Linked DNA regions of Sus scrofa: all the other regions are linked to region 1. A link is a contact called in public HiChIP or PLAC-seq and promoter capture Hi-C data. All regions are on one chromosome and are shown on one strand. The core of a region is the stretch at or near the end of the contact, and the rest is flanking DNA. Distances in the headings are between cores, read along the strand shown. Region 1 holds the start of TBCCD1 (TBCC domain containing 1). Region 2 holds the start of TRA2B (transformer 2 beta homolog). Region 3 holds the start of LOC110256379 (nmrA-like family domain-containing protein 1).

Region 1 (4,334 bases), core at 580-3,079:
GATCAAACCCAAATCTTCATGGACACTCTTTTGGGTCCGCTAAGCCACAACAAGAAACTCAGGTACAATATTTTTAGATTTTGCTTTTGTTCATTGTTTGTTCTAACAACAACATATAATTTTCATGGAATATTTATAAAACACCTAAAAAGAAGGGAGGGAAATCATCCACAGTCCAAACACCAAGGGAAACTAGCTAATATTTTTACTGTATTTCCTATCCATGTTTTTTTTCCTACAGACTGGATGTTAGCTTTTGAATTTTCACAGTTGTGATGATACCATATATTCTGTAATACAGTTCTATATAATTTTAAAAGCTTAATAGCACTCTAAATAAATGTATTCCAGTTTATTCAATTGATCTATTTTCAGACACTTTGTAGATTTAAAATTTTTCACAAAAACGATACGCAAAATATTGACCATTGTTGATGCTGAATAATGAACACATGAGGGTATATGAACCTACTACTACCTTTACTTTTGTGTATGTTAAAATTTTCTACTCTAAAAAGTTAAATGTTTTCACTATTATAAATGATGGTATAATTACCACTTTCTGTATATTTTTTGCATTATGATTACTTTCCGGAGAAAAATTTCAGATGTGCATTTATGAAAAGAAGTAACTGACACTTCTGAAGCTCGTGACATATATTTCCATTACTTTCCAAAATGCTATCATATTGTTCCATCATTTGATCAAGGTACCATCTTCAAAACACACACCTCAGTATTAAGATCATTAAAAAAAAAAAACCTTTATATGAATGGATGAAAAATGTTTTATTCCTATCATTATGTCTTACATTTACTCTAAAAATTGTGTTTCTTTTGGGAATTACCTGTTCAAAAAATAAATGACGTCAATTGAGTGCTTGCTATATGCCGGGTAGCATTCTAAATGTTTTATGTTCTTCACCTCCTTTCATCCTCATAACTACCTACAGATAAATATGATTTTCCCTATTTTCAGAAGAGAAAACCGAGGCTTAGAAAAGTCAAGGAACTTACCCAAAGTCACATACTGGAATTGGCAGAGACCTGGATTAGAATTCAAGTTTGACTTGAGAACTGTTACTTATACAAATGTGCTTTAGGAACTCAGTTGTGGGAGAATCTAGAAAACGGGAGTGAATACAGAAGAGAATTACCAGAATGAGTGGCCTTAAATAGAAGGCCAGGTAAGGGCCAGGTGAAGGGTCATGGAACCATGAACCCAAAAGATGGGAGTGACAGGATAAATGGTAGCTGTCTTTGAACTTGGGAATGGCTTAGCGTCGCTCTTAATAATACCAGACAATGAAAGTTCTGTGAGGAAGATCTTAGGCTGCTCTGTGAAGTACTGACCTCCGCCCCTGAAGAGTGCAATCAAAGGACAGGTCCTGGAGAAGAACTCTCTATTCTAACCACCAAATTCGAGTGGGCTAAATTCGTAAACATTAAACTGGTGTTCCTTCCCTCTTCAAAAGCTCCCCTGGGATGCGCTGGGATCCAGGTTTCTCAGGCGGGGAGATGGGCGTGAGGCCCGAGCCTCCCTCCCGTGGCTTGGCCACCACTTTGGCCGCTGTCCAGGGTAGGACGCGGTCCTGGACCGGACGCCGGGTGGGCCGCCCGGGTGATCGGATTTTGAGAACTGACAAGCCCCAGCCGACTGGGTCTGTAGCGGACCCAAGACCCGGAGAACGCGAAGCTGGCCTCCCCGGCCCAAGCCTGAAACGGGACCGGCCCTCCCCGCCCTCCGTTGCGCCTAACTGCGCGCGGTTACCTGCGATGGCAGGGGCCGCTCCGCCGAACCTCTCCGTAAGCGGCCGCGCCTCGAACGCCAGACCCGCCCAGTGCCGGCTGCTCACCCACTGCGCATGCGTAAGGCACCAATGAGCTCCGGAGGACTACGTTGCTAGAGAGGCCCAGTGCTTCTTCCGCGGTCTGGGAAACTCTTGACCTCGAGTGCTGGATGCTGGAACTTGTAGCTAGATCTCATCGCTTTCTGGTGTCGCGCCTTTCAACTCAGGGTAGTTTTCTATTGCTCCACAGAGCTGTGGTCAGCCACTTAGCTGCTGGTAAGGTCAGCACGCTTTGATCAGTAATGATTATGATAATGACGGCTTACTGTGGGCGGGGCACCGATTAAAGCATCTTTACTTATTTCATCTCATTCCTAAGAGCCCTCTAAGGGAAGTACATTTGTTTTACTGATAAGGAATCTAGGACTTAGGTGAAAGTAACACTGCCAGAGACTAGCTAAGATACAGACCCAGACTCTCTGAAGCGAGAGCCCGCAAGGTTATCTCCTTAACTGTATATTAGCTTTTCCACCATGTTGCCGCCTTCAAGAAGCTTTTTGGCTTTCACCCAGCAGAAGAACATCACTTCTTCCTCTAACCTCCATTTTATGATTTCTGGCCATTTCCTGCTTTCTTAGTTCGTTTATGGCCTCTAGGCGTGGAAGGTACAAAGGTAAATAAGACCATAAGATGCAATTTAGTTTCTCTTTTTTGTGGCCTCTCTCTTCTAGAGGGCATCTTCCTGAAAGCAGTAACCTGGTCTACCTCTTACCTCTCTGTATTGTGTCTGACTCAGTGCTAGGCACTAGGATTTAGAGTAGTGAACAAACTAGATAAGGTCCTTGCTTTCTTCGAGTGTATATTTTAACAGGGAGAATAGATAATACATTAGGAAAATAAAATGGAATAATCCCATTGTGACTCAGCAGGTTAAGAACCCGACATAGTATCCGTGAGGATTGGAGTTCGACCCTTGGCCTCGTTCAGTGGTTTAAGGATCTGGTGTTGCTGCAAGCTGTGGAGTTTGGTTGCAGATGTGGCTGGGATCTGGTGTGGCTGTGGCAGTGGCTAGGCCTGCAGCTTCAGCTCTGCTTTGACCCCCTAGCCCGGGAACTTAACATATGCTGCAGGTGTGACTGTAGAAAGAAAAAAAAAACTCCAGGTATTAGTAAGTGCTACGAAATTTGGGAAAAAGGATGGATATCTAATCTGAGCTGAGGCTTGAAGAATAAGAAACCAGCACAGGAAGATCACAGTGGAAGGGATGTTTATACTCTGTGGCAGGCTCTGTTCTAAGTTGCTGTTCTAGACAGCTGTGAACAGAACAGTCCAGATTCATGCTCTCCTGAAATTGGCATTCCAGCGTGTGTTAGTAATGGGGACAGGATGAAAATAATTTTAAAAAATAGGGCAATATAAGAATAGGGACTTGGTAGGGGTTAATTTTGATTGGTTGGTCAGAGAAGTCTTCTGTGAGGTGGTAAATTTAAGCTGTTATCTGAGTTTAAAAAGGAGTCACCTATGTTAGGATCTGAGGGAAAAGCATTTTAGGCAAGAGAACAGCTAGAACAAAGCCCCTATAGGAATGAACTTGGTGTATTCAGAAGAGAGAAAGGAAAAGTGTCTTGCTGAAAGGTGGTAAGGAGTATGTACTAGGTGAGGGTACAGATCATATAAGGGTTTTGTTCTTTTTCCCCCAGGTTTATTGAGAAATGTTTCTATAAGCTAGCATAAAGAGTTGGGAGCTTACTCTAAGTGTAATGAAAAGCCATCCACAGCTTTTAAGTAGAGAAATGACATGACCTGACATGTTTGTTAAAAATCATGCAGAAAAAGGGGAGGCGGTGAGAAAAGAAGCTAAGATAACTAGGAGTGAAGGCAGGGAGACCACTTAGGAAGCCCTTGCCACATGGGAGATGATGTGAGATCACTTGGCTCAGAGATGTGGAGATGGAGACTTGCAGACGGATTCAGGATATGGTTTCAAGATTCAGGATATGGTTTCAAGGTAAAGCTCTGAATAGGGGATAGAGGAGAGGTATCAAAGAAGACAAAGTTTTAACGTGAACAACTAGGTGGTGCGTTTACTGAAATGAGCAAAACTAAGCCCGGGGGTGGGGGATTAGTATTCTCTTAACTGTAATTAATATTCTTTGTGTGCTTACTATGTGCCAGTACTAGATGGTTTACAGATTTTCTCCTATTAAAATTTCACAACACTACCAGTAAACACTTTGCCTCAGGTTTGTCGATAAGGAAGTTTGCGCTTGATCCGAGGACAAGGAGGGGAAACTAAACATGCTCTCACCGCCAGGAAGTGGTAGAAGCTGAATCCGAACCCGAGTCTGTCTGCTTCCACGGCCTCTTCTCATCAGGCCTCTTCTTTGCCAAACCGAGACAGTTTTCTCTTGGGTTTGTTAGAGAAAGTAAAATATATTCGTTTTGTGTTTGTTGGGTTTTTTTTGTCTTTTTAGGGCCACACCTGCAGCATATGGATGTTCTCAAGCTAGGGGTCCAAACTGAGCTGCAGCTGCCGGCCTACAC
Region 2 (4,334 bases), core at 609-3,108, 610 kb before region 1:
GAGACACTAGAACGTAAATTTTTTCTCCTAACAAAGAACATACCAACTCAAAAACTTGTTTAGTGCGTGAGGACTATGTCTCTCGAGCGGTCTCAAACCAAGGACCTAATTCCTGTAATTGGTTCCCTCCCTTAAGTAAAATGCACTAACTTTCCATTCAGGAATTTTTTCATCTTCACAAGCAACTTAGGTTTATTCACCTGAGAGCTCCTCTAATCAGTCATTAGAGGCTAGTCATTTTGTATTCTCAAAACAAAAATACCCATTGTTTTAATAGCTAAAGACTAAAAAAGCATTTCCTTTTCAGTCCAGACGCCTAATTTCGATAGTATTCCCAACTGGCAGAAACCATAAGCCACAGCTTCAACAACTTGTGAACTGGATCCAAGCTTTCTCTCTACAAAAAAGCTTAAATAATCAGACAAACACTGATGACAGTGAAAAATCAAACGTCTTAGGGAAAAATATATAAAGCCAAAATTCATCTGCATAGCTAAAGATGGGGCCTGATTAGTTCAAGCCAAATTAATCAGATTTGAATCCAGAAGTTACACGGTAAATCCACTAAGATTCTAAGAGCTAAAATAAGTTTTTTTTTTCCCCAACAATACCCTTCTAATGAACCACCTAAAATCTTTCTCATTCCTTTGTGGAAGATTTTTGAATAGATTTACCAGATATTTGAATAGATTTTACCGGAAAATTACGTAACATCTAACCTAATCCCATCAAGGTTTAAAAAAAAAAAAAAAAAAAAAATCAAGTTCTATGGTGTTCATTACCCTTCCAACAAATCTCAAGCTCCAAGTAGGCAAGATTCTGCCAAGTCTTACATCTTTACACATTTGTACTCAAGGACCCAAAACCAAGCTTTACATCATGCTTTTTAAGCCCAGGAACTGTCTTATTTCTGCACTTGATCCAACCCTCACGGAACTCTACATTTTTAAGTGAAAACTTAAAAGCGCACCAAAACAAGCTGTAGTTCACATAACAAGAATGCCTCAAAACAAAGGAAACAACGGCGCCATAAATTGTTACCCGCCAATTTCTCCACCATCCCGTGGGGGGGGGGGGACCTCTATAAAACAAGAAAATATCAGCGACCTTGTGGTCTACTTGGACACCGCAACGATCTAGGGTTTGAGACCCTCTTCGACATCAAAGAAAAACACTGCATTTAGGCCGAACACAAAGCCCGCGCGTAATCTCCTCAAACTAACGGGCCCAGGACTTCTCCTAGTTCCCCCACCTGAAAAGAGGCCCCAAGAACACTCTAGAATTTCATACATTCGGGGCTCAGAATTCGACCTTGTCTTACCCTAACGAGCGAAAGACCCCACAGAACGTCGCTTCTTTCCCTCCCGAAGCCCCCGCGACCCTGTGAGGTGTGGGCCCCTCCGCCGGTCGGGCCCGCGTTGACGCGCGGCTCCTCCGCCATTTTGTGCTTCTGGCAGCGCGCCCGGCCCGCCAGCCCAAGATGGCTGCGGCGAGGCTTCGCAGGAGACCAACGGCGAAACGAGATACTGCTCCCCTCCCCCACCACCGAGGGGACGCAGCGGCCATTTTTAATCCCCCCCACCACCACCTCATAACGGAAAAAACCGCCGTTTCGGGTACCAAGCCACCTAAACATGCCGGCAGTCTCCCTCACGGTTAAGACACTACCTAGGAGGGCTTTTCAAACCCTGACTCCCCTCTCTCCTGGTCTCAGTTTTCGGAACCGAAATCGCTCCCCCATCACCCGGCCCGAGGCCGACGGGCCTGGAAAAGATGCAAGAAGCTGGGACCACGCAGCCGCCCCCTTCACCACTGCTACGTACCCGCTCGCCGTAGTTCTGCTCGCCGCTGTCGCTCATGACTCCTGGCTGCTGTCGTCGCTCGACGTGCTTCAAGCGAAGCTGCCACCCTCTCGCGCCTTCTATCTAGAGGCTCCGCCGCAGCCTCACACCACGCAGTGGTTCCCCAGCCGCTGAGGACCGAAACGCTCCGCACCGCCTCCGCACGGGCTCTAAGTCTTCCGGACGTGACGCGGCGCTCTTTAACCCGGCCCCACCCCCTCCCAGAAGGCGCGCTTTCTTGGCCCCGCCCCTCTGCGCTCGACTTTCCCTTTACAGCAGTGGCGCGTCCCGAACCGGACGTGACGTAACCCCGCCCCTCAAACCGCGCTAACTCCCAACTCGGGGTTTCTTAGAGGCGGGAAAGTGAGAGCGCGAGTTGTCCTCAGTGGTGGTCTCCAAGGGCCGTAGTGACGTCATCGGACACGCCTGACTCCCTTCTGGAACTTTCCAGCCGTCGTGGAGGGTGGGGAAGGGAGGAGATGCCCAACATTTCGCCCGTCTTTATTTCCTTTCTTTCACTTTATTCCTCATTTTTGTGTTTTCCTGTGATTGGAGAGGGCGGATAGCCCTATGGTAGGTTCCATGCTTTGCTTTGCTCTTATATATATAACTTCAGTTGTGGGTCTTTCCTGCCTGAAAAACCTTCATTTGAGCATCTGTTAAGTAGCAAGTACTCTACCAGATCTTGATGCACTGAAACCAGGCACAGTCTCTAACCTAAAGGGGTTAGTGGTGTAATTAGGGAGAACTGTTAAACACAGATTTGCAAACTATGATTTCAAACATTAGAGAAATGTATAACTATAGTGGTGTCACAAGGAGTTTAATTATGCCAAATCTCAACAGCATGATATAGTGGGAAGAGTCCAAACTTGGACGTTCAGCCATCCCTCTGTCCCTGTTGTCCTCCTTAAAAAAGTGTGGTACTTGGCTGGTGAGGTACTTCGATATCTGTAAAGGGCCACTTGATTTTTAAAAACAGTTCTCTTGAGATATAATTCACATACCATGCAATACTCCCATTTAAAGTATACAAATTGGAGTTCTTCTGTGGGGCAGTGGGTTAAAGATCTGGTGGGGTCACTGCAGTAGCTTGGGTAGCTGCTGTGGTGAGTGTTCAATCCCTGGCCAGGGAAGTTCTGCATGCCACAGGCACAGCCAAAAAAATAAAATGTACAATTCAAGCGGTTTTTATATTTATAGAATTGCAACCATCACAATTTTATTGTATTTTTTTTAAGGGCCACACCCGCAGCATATGGAAGTTCCCAGGCTATGGACAGCCACAGCCAGATCTGAGCTGTGTCTGCAACCTACACCACAACTCGCAGCAATGCAGGATCCTTAACCCACTGAGCAAGGCTGGGGATCAAACTGGCATCCTCATGGATACTAGTTGGGTTCGTTAACCACTGAGCCACAACAGGAACTCCATACCATCACAATATTAAAACATTTCCATCACCCTGCATAAGAATCCTGTCATTAATAGATATTGTTTATCTTCTCCCCAACCTCCTCTCCCCCTCCTCCCCCCACCCATAACCCTCCCAGCTCTAAGGAATGTAAAACTGTACTTTGTCTAAAGTTTTCCCTTTTATGGACATTTCCTATCAATGGAATCATATGTGTAATATGAAGTCCTTTGTAACTGTTTTCTTTAACTTAGGGTAAAGTTTTCAATGTTCATCCATGCAGTAGCATGTATCAGTGCTTCATTCCTTTTCGTATGGCTGATTTCATTCATTTTTGTAGTATTTCATTTCTTTTTGTATTTTATTCCATTGTATAGATGTATCACATTTATCTGTTCATCAGTTGGTAGACTTTTGGGTGGTTTCTGCTTTTTAGCTGTTATGAATAATGATGCTATGAACATTCATGTACAAGTTTTTGTCTGAAGGTTTGTTTCCAACTCTTCTGGGAAAATACCTAGTAATGGAATTGCTGGGTTGTATGGTAACTCTGTGTTTAACTTTTTGAGGAACTGCCATTTAATTATAGCCACCCTAGTGAATGTGAAGTGGTATGCCATTGTGGTTTTGCTTTGCTTATTCCTAATAATGATGTTGAACATCTTTTCATGTGCTTATTGGCCATTTATAGATCTTTAGGGAAATTCTATCCAGATACCTTGCCTATTGTTACTGTTTTTATTACTGAGTTATAAGAATTGGCAATTTGATTCTTACTTGGTTTAAAATAGTCACCTGGAACAGCGTCAGTACTTGAGGCCCAGAGATTTGGTGATGACTCAAGGTGACAACTATCCTCTCTTTTTATATACTCTCCAGCCTCATCTGCTTTCATGGTTTTAGTCAGGGACCTGTATGATTATGGTTTCCAAATCTGTATTTATAGTTTGAACACTCCCCCTCCTCCAGTTCTATGCTTAAATTCTAGTTGCTCACTGGAATGTTTACCTGGATACTTCAGATTTTTATAAAAATTAACTTCCAAAATTAAAATAATCATTTTAAGTATCTGTTATTC
Region 3 (4,334 bases), core at 494-2,993, 590 kb before region 1:
TCTTCATCAGCTGCAGAGTCTGTGCCCTACATATTTCCCAGTAACCTAACTCCACTAATTATTCCTTCATTCATTTCACAAATATTTCATGTGCACCTGCTGTGTGCCAGAGTGGCAGGCATTGGAGACACACATAAGTGAATAAAACAAAGTCAGTGCCCTCGTTGAGTACACAGTCCAATTGCTAGGGAGGGGGGGAAATAAACATAAGGGCAAAGAAACACGCCTGTAGCATGTCATGTTATAAATGTTATGAAGAAAAATAAAGCAAAGTATGAGGGAGGTAGTACGCCACCCTTAATCCTCATGTGTATTCAAGTCTTTCCGACGGAAAGAAAACTTTATTTCCTCATGTAACCACAGTTTGCTCTCACTTCCTTTACAGCAATCTCCTTAAAGCAGATATCTACAGTGCTTTCCTCACTTCCTCACCTCCCAATGTCTCAACCAGTTGCAGCCTCCAACGCAACTTGCCCAGTTCTGTGTTCATTTCCTCTGTTGCCAACTCCTCCAGTGGGCAGAGTCATTTTTAGTCCTTTCTCTTCATTTTCCCTTTCCCCACATCCAACCATGAAGATCTTCTCAGTTTACCTCCTGAATATGTTTCACTTCACCCCCATTGTCACTGACTCGATAGTCTGCTAGGGCTTCTGCAACAAAGAACCACAAGGCAGAAGCATATTGTCTCATGATTCTGGAGAAGGGAAGTCCAAGATTCAGATGTTGGCAGGGTTGGCTCCTTCTGATGGCTATGAGGGAAGGATCTGCTCCAGGCCTCTCTCCTTGCCTTACAGATGGCCGTCTTTGCATTCGCATGGCAGTCTCCCTGTATCTCCGCATCCTCTTCCCTCTGTACTCACCTCTGTTTTCAAATTTCCCCCTTTTATAAGGACACCTGTCATACTGGGCCAGGCACATGCCAATGATCTCACTTTACCTTGATGACCTCTGCCTACACTTTCTCTCCAAGAAAGATCACATTCTGAGGCATGGGGAGTTAAAACTTCAACCTTTGAATTTTGGAGGGACACAATCCACCCAAAAAAGGCTTGCCTCCATTCAAGTTTTGTCATTTCTCACATGTATCATTTCTTAAGTCTCCTTAGGAGAGTTTCCGCTTCCAGCATTGTCTTGTTTCAACGCATCCTCCATTCTGCTGCCAGAGGATCACATGACACCTGCTGTGGCCGCCAGGATAAATCCAAGCTCCTTGACAGACTTGCCAGGCCATTGTGTTCTGGACTCCGCCATCCTTCCCAGTCTGATTTCCTGCCATTCATATAGCATTACTGCACCCAGCATGAGCCCTGTGTCATGATTACCTTGTCTTTGAACTTAAATAGGCAAAGTTCAAGTTCCTTGGTTCCTTGATTCCTCCATTCCTCCTGCCTAGGGTGGTCTCTCTTTCTACTCTTCCTGACTGAACAACTCAAGGGGACTTCTGGTCAGCTTCAGCATCACCTCGTCTAAATGCCTTCTCTAACACCCCCCCAGTCTGAGTTTCCTGTCTTTCCGCTAGGACCTATGTCCCCTCTATGCTCCTCTCTGCTTTGCTTTTACTTACTAGCTTCTCTCTCTAACCAGGGTCTCTAGTTCTATGCCTAGTGTACTTCATACAAATTTGCTGTACACATGACAGCGACTAAATGAATCCTCATTTAGAAAACCGCTGTGTCAGAGTGACTAAGGTATCTAGCGATAAAGGTTTTACAAGTGAAAATTAGGGGTGTGGTGGCTAGTTGTGGTTTATAAATCTCACAGTCAGTGGAACTTCGCATTTCATCTGCTTCACTGTTTGGAGGAAACTCCTGCTTCTGAACTAATTCTGTGTTCAGTAACATGGCCAGCAAGAAAACCATTGCAGTGTTTGGAGCAACAGGTAAAAAACCCCCCAAACTCCTCACTTTTAAAGTGCATGCTCACTTTGCTTACTTTCTTGTCTTCCTGATTTTCATTTCAGAGTTTGCAAGCAGGGACAGAACAAAGGGCCCTTTGAAGGAAAACTGAGAAAAGTATCATTTGCTTGATACATCATTTCTGATGTAGTAATGGGGCAGGGTGATTTGGCTTGATTGGTCAAAAAGGATCTCAGCAGAACAAGGACAGCTGTCTGTCTGTATTTCTTTTTCTTTCTTTTTTCGTAGAAGTTGCACATCAGCATTAGCTCTACTCTGGAGACTTTTCTCTGCTCGCTTTCTGACAAGCAAAATGAGCAAGTGTGAGAGCCCATGGGTATGTAGGGACAGCCTTGTGCCTAACCTGTATTCCAGCGACTCTCTGGGGGAGGGACTTCTCCCTCTTGGACAGCTGCCCAAGAGCCTTTAGCCAGCATTGCTGCTTCCACTCTGCCTCCCTTGCACTCTGCTCTCCAACAGCCAGAGCTATCTTGGCAAAATGTAATTCTAGTCAGGTCTTTCTCCTCTGTCAAATTCTCACATCTGCCTTTTGATCTATTTGAAACTGTCATAGCATGGCAAGCTTTGCTCAAAACCCTCTGTCTCACTCCAGGTAAAATGCAAAGCCCAGCGGATCACCTATGAGACCCTTGTGGACCTCATCTTCTTCCGTTCACCCTTGCTCATTCTGTGTGTTTCTCAGACTCACTCCACCTTAAGGCCTTAGCATTGGTTGCTCCCACAACCTAGAGTAATCTTCCTCCAGTTACCCACACTGCTTTCTCCCTCCTGTCTGCCACCAGCTGGTGTCCTCTCCATGTGCACTTTCCAGAGCTCGGTATTTAAAATTGCAGCCAATTTTAAATTTTAAGCCAGTTCTTGTCCTGGCTCAGCAGAAAGGAATCTGACTAGCATCCGTGAGGACGCAGGTTGGATCCCTGGCCTCGCTCAGTGGGTTAGGGATCCGGCGGTGCCTGACCTGTGGTGTAGGTTGTGCAGACACGGCTCGGATTCCTTGTTGCTGTGGCTGTGGTGTAGGCTGGCGGCTACAGCTCAAATTCGACCGTTATCCTGGGAACTTCCATATGCCATCGGTACAGCCCTAAAAAGACAGTAAAATAAAATAAAATTGCAACCCCTCTCCACGTTGCCTGTCTGACTCCCCTCCCTGCTTGATTTCTCCCATTACTGTCTGTCTCTCCACATAGGATAGAAGCTCTGTGAGGTTAGGGATTTTGTCTGAAGGGAGGCAAAGCCCCAAACAGGGAGAAGAGAGAAGCAAATTCTCAAAAATCAACAGCCAGATATGACATTGCCTGTTGAAGGAAATAAAAGTAGAGAAAAGGAGATGATTGTCGCATTACAGTGATGGTGACATGGTTGGTTTTTCCTGAAAGAGTTGAGAAGCCAGGGGAGGGTTTTGGACAGAGTATGAATGATAAGATTAGGTGTTTAAAGGCTCATTTTAGCTTCTGTTTTGTGAAGTGACTATGGGGGCAAGGGCTGAATCAGGGAGACCTCTTATGAGGCTGTTGCCCTAAACCAGGCAAGATGATAGTAGCTTAGACCTTAGATCCGGGAATAGTCTGATTCCAGATATAATTTTTGCTTGTCCGTTTGGCTGCATCATGCAGTGGCTTGATGCGGGATCTCAGTTCGTAGACCAGGCATTGAACCCAGGTCTCAGCAGTGAAAGCACCAAGTCCTAACAAGTAGACCACCAGGAAACTCCCCTGTTATGTTTTAAAGAGAGTTGACAGGGTTCCCTGAGGGACCAGGTATCAGAGGTAAGAGGAGAGGAGAAAAGAATGATTCATAAGCATTCAGGCTTGAGCAACCAGAAGAAAAAAGTTGTGGTTCACTGAAATGGGGAAGACCAACGGGTCAAGGAAGGTCAGGAGCTCTCTTTTAGTCTCCTTAAATTTTAGTTACCACCTAGGCATCCAGAGTAAGAGGTTGGATAAGATCCTTGGGGAGTGGCTCCTAAAGGAATCAGGTTAGATGAATCAGAGTTGAAGAAAGTTGACTGGTAGTTAGCTAAGGAGGCATGCTGACTGAATAACCAGTTTCTGGAGAGAATGTTTATAGTATGGTTGTGAGGAAATCATTACAACAGTTGTATTGTGGGTTGAATTGTGTCCCCTCCCAAATTCATATGTTGCAGCCCTAATCTTAACACCTCTGAGTGTGACAGCATTTGCAGATAGGGCCTTTAAAGTTAAAGTGAAGCCATGAGCTTGGGCCATAACCCAATTTGACTGATGTCCATAACAAGATGGAATTTTGACAGAGAAAGAGACAAGAGGGGCTCAAACGCATACAGGAAAGGCCATGTGAAGACACAGTAAGAAGCCTCTTTATTTACGATCCAAGGAGAGAGGCCTTAGGAGAAACTGAACCTATCAACATCTTGATTGTGGACCTCCGGCTTCCAGAACT

What was found. Promoter capture Hi-C pulls out the DNA fragments that hold promoters and counts their contacts. HiChIP or PLAC-seq counts read pairs in DNA pulled down with a chosen protein or histone mark.
Region 2: a promoter capture Hi-C map of liver shows a contact between it and region 1, with 8 times the contacts expected there. The contact joins the promoter of TRA2B here to the promoter of TBCCD1 in region 1. A contact is called at or near these places in 3 of 5 promoter capture datasets (fetal liver, fetal skeletal muscle and liver), 2 of 47 Hi-C or Micro-C datasets (liver and skeletal muscle) and 2 of 2 datasets of contacts at active chromatin or transcription factors (alveolar macrophages and skeletal muscle).
Region 3: a contact with region 1 is called in an H3K27ac HiChIP or PLAC-seq map of alveolar macrophages. The contact joins the promoter of LOC110256379 here to the promoter of TBCCD1 in region 1. A contact is called at or near these places in 3 of 5 promoter capture datasets (fetal liver, fetal skeletal muscle and liver) and 2 of 2 datasets of contacts at active chromatin or transcription factors (alveolar macrophages and skeletal muscle).

The regions. Positions count from the first base shown.
Region 1 is chr13:124,385,989-124,390,322 of Sscrofa11.1, forward strand. TBCCD1 (TBCC domain containing 1) reads right to left here and starts at 1,830. Exons shown (of 7, transcript NM_001243469.1): 1 at 1,772-1,830. It also overlaps a transcript of DNAJB11 not described here.
Region 2 is chr13:123,778,893-123,783,226 of Sscrofa11.1, forward strand. It overlaps TRA2B (transformer 2 beta homolog), which reads right to left and starts at 1,859. Exons shown (of 9, transcript NM_001077221.1): 1 at 1,824-1,859. The coding sequence starts at 1,859.
Region 3 is chr13:123,800,897-123,805,230 of Sscrofa11.1, forward strand. LOC110256379 (nmrA-like family domain-containing protein 1) reads left to right here and starts at 1,744. Exons shown (of 4, transcript XM_021070002.1): 1 at 1,744-1,879. The coding sequence starts at 1,840.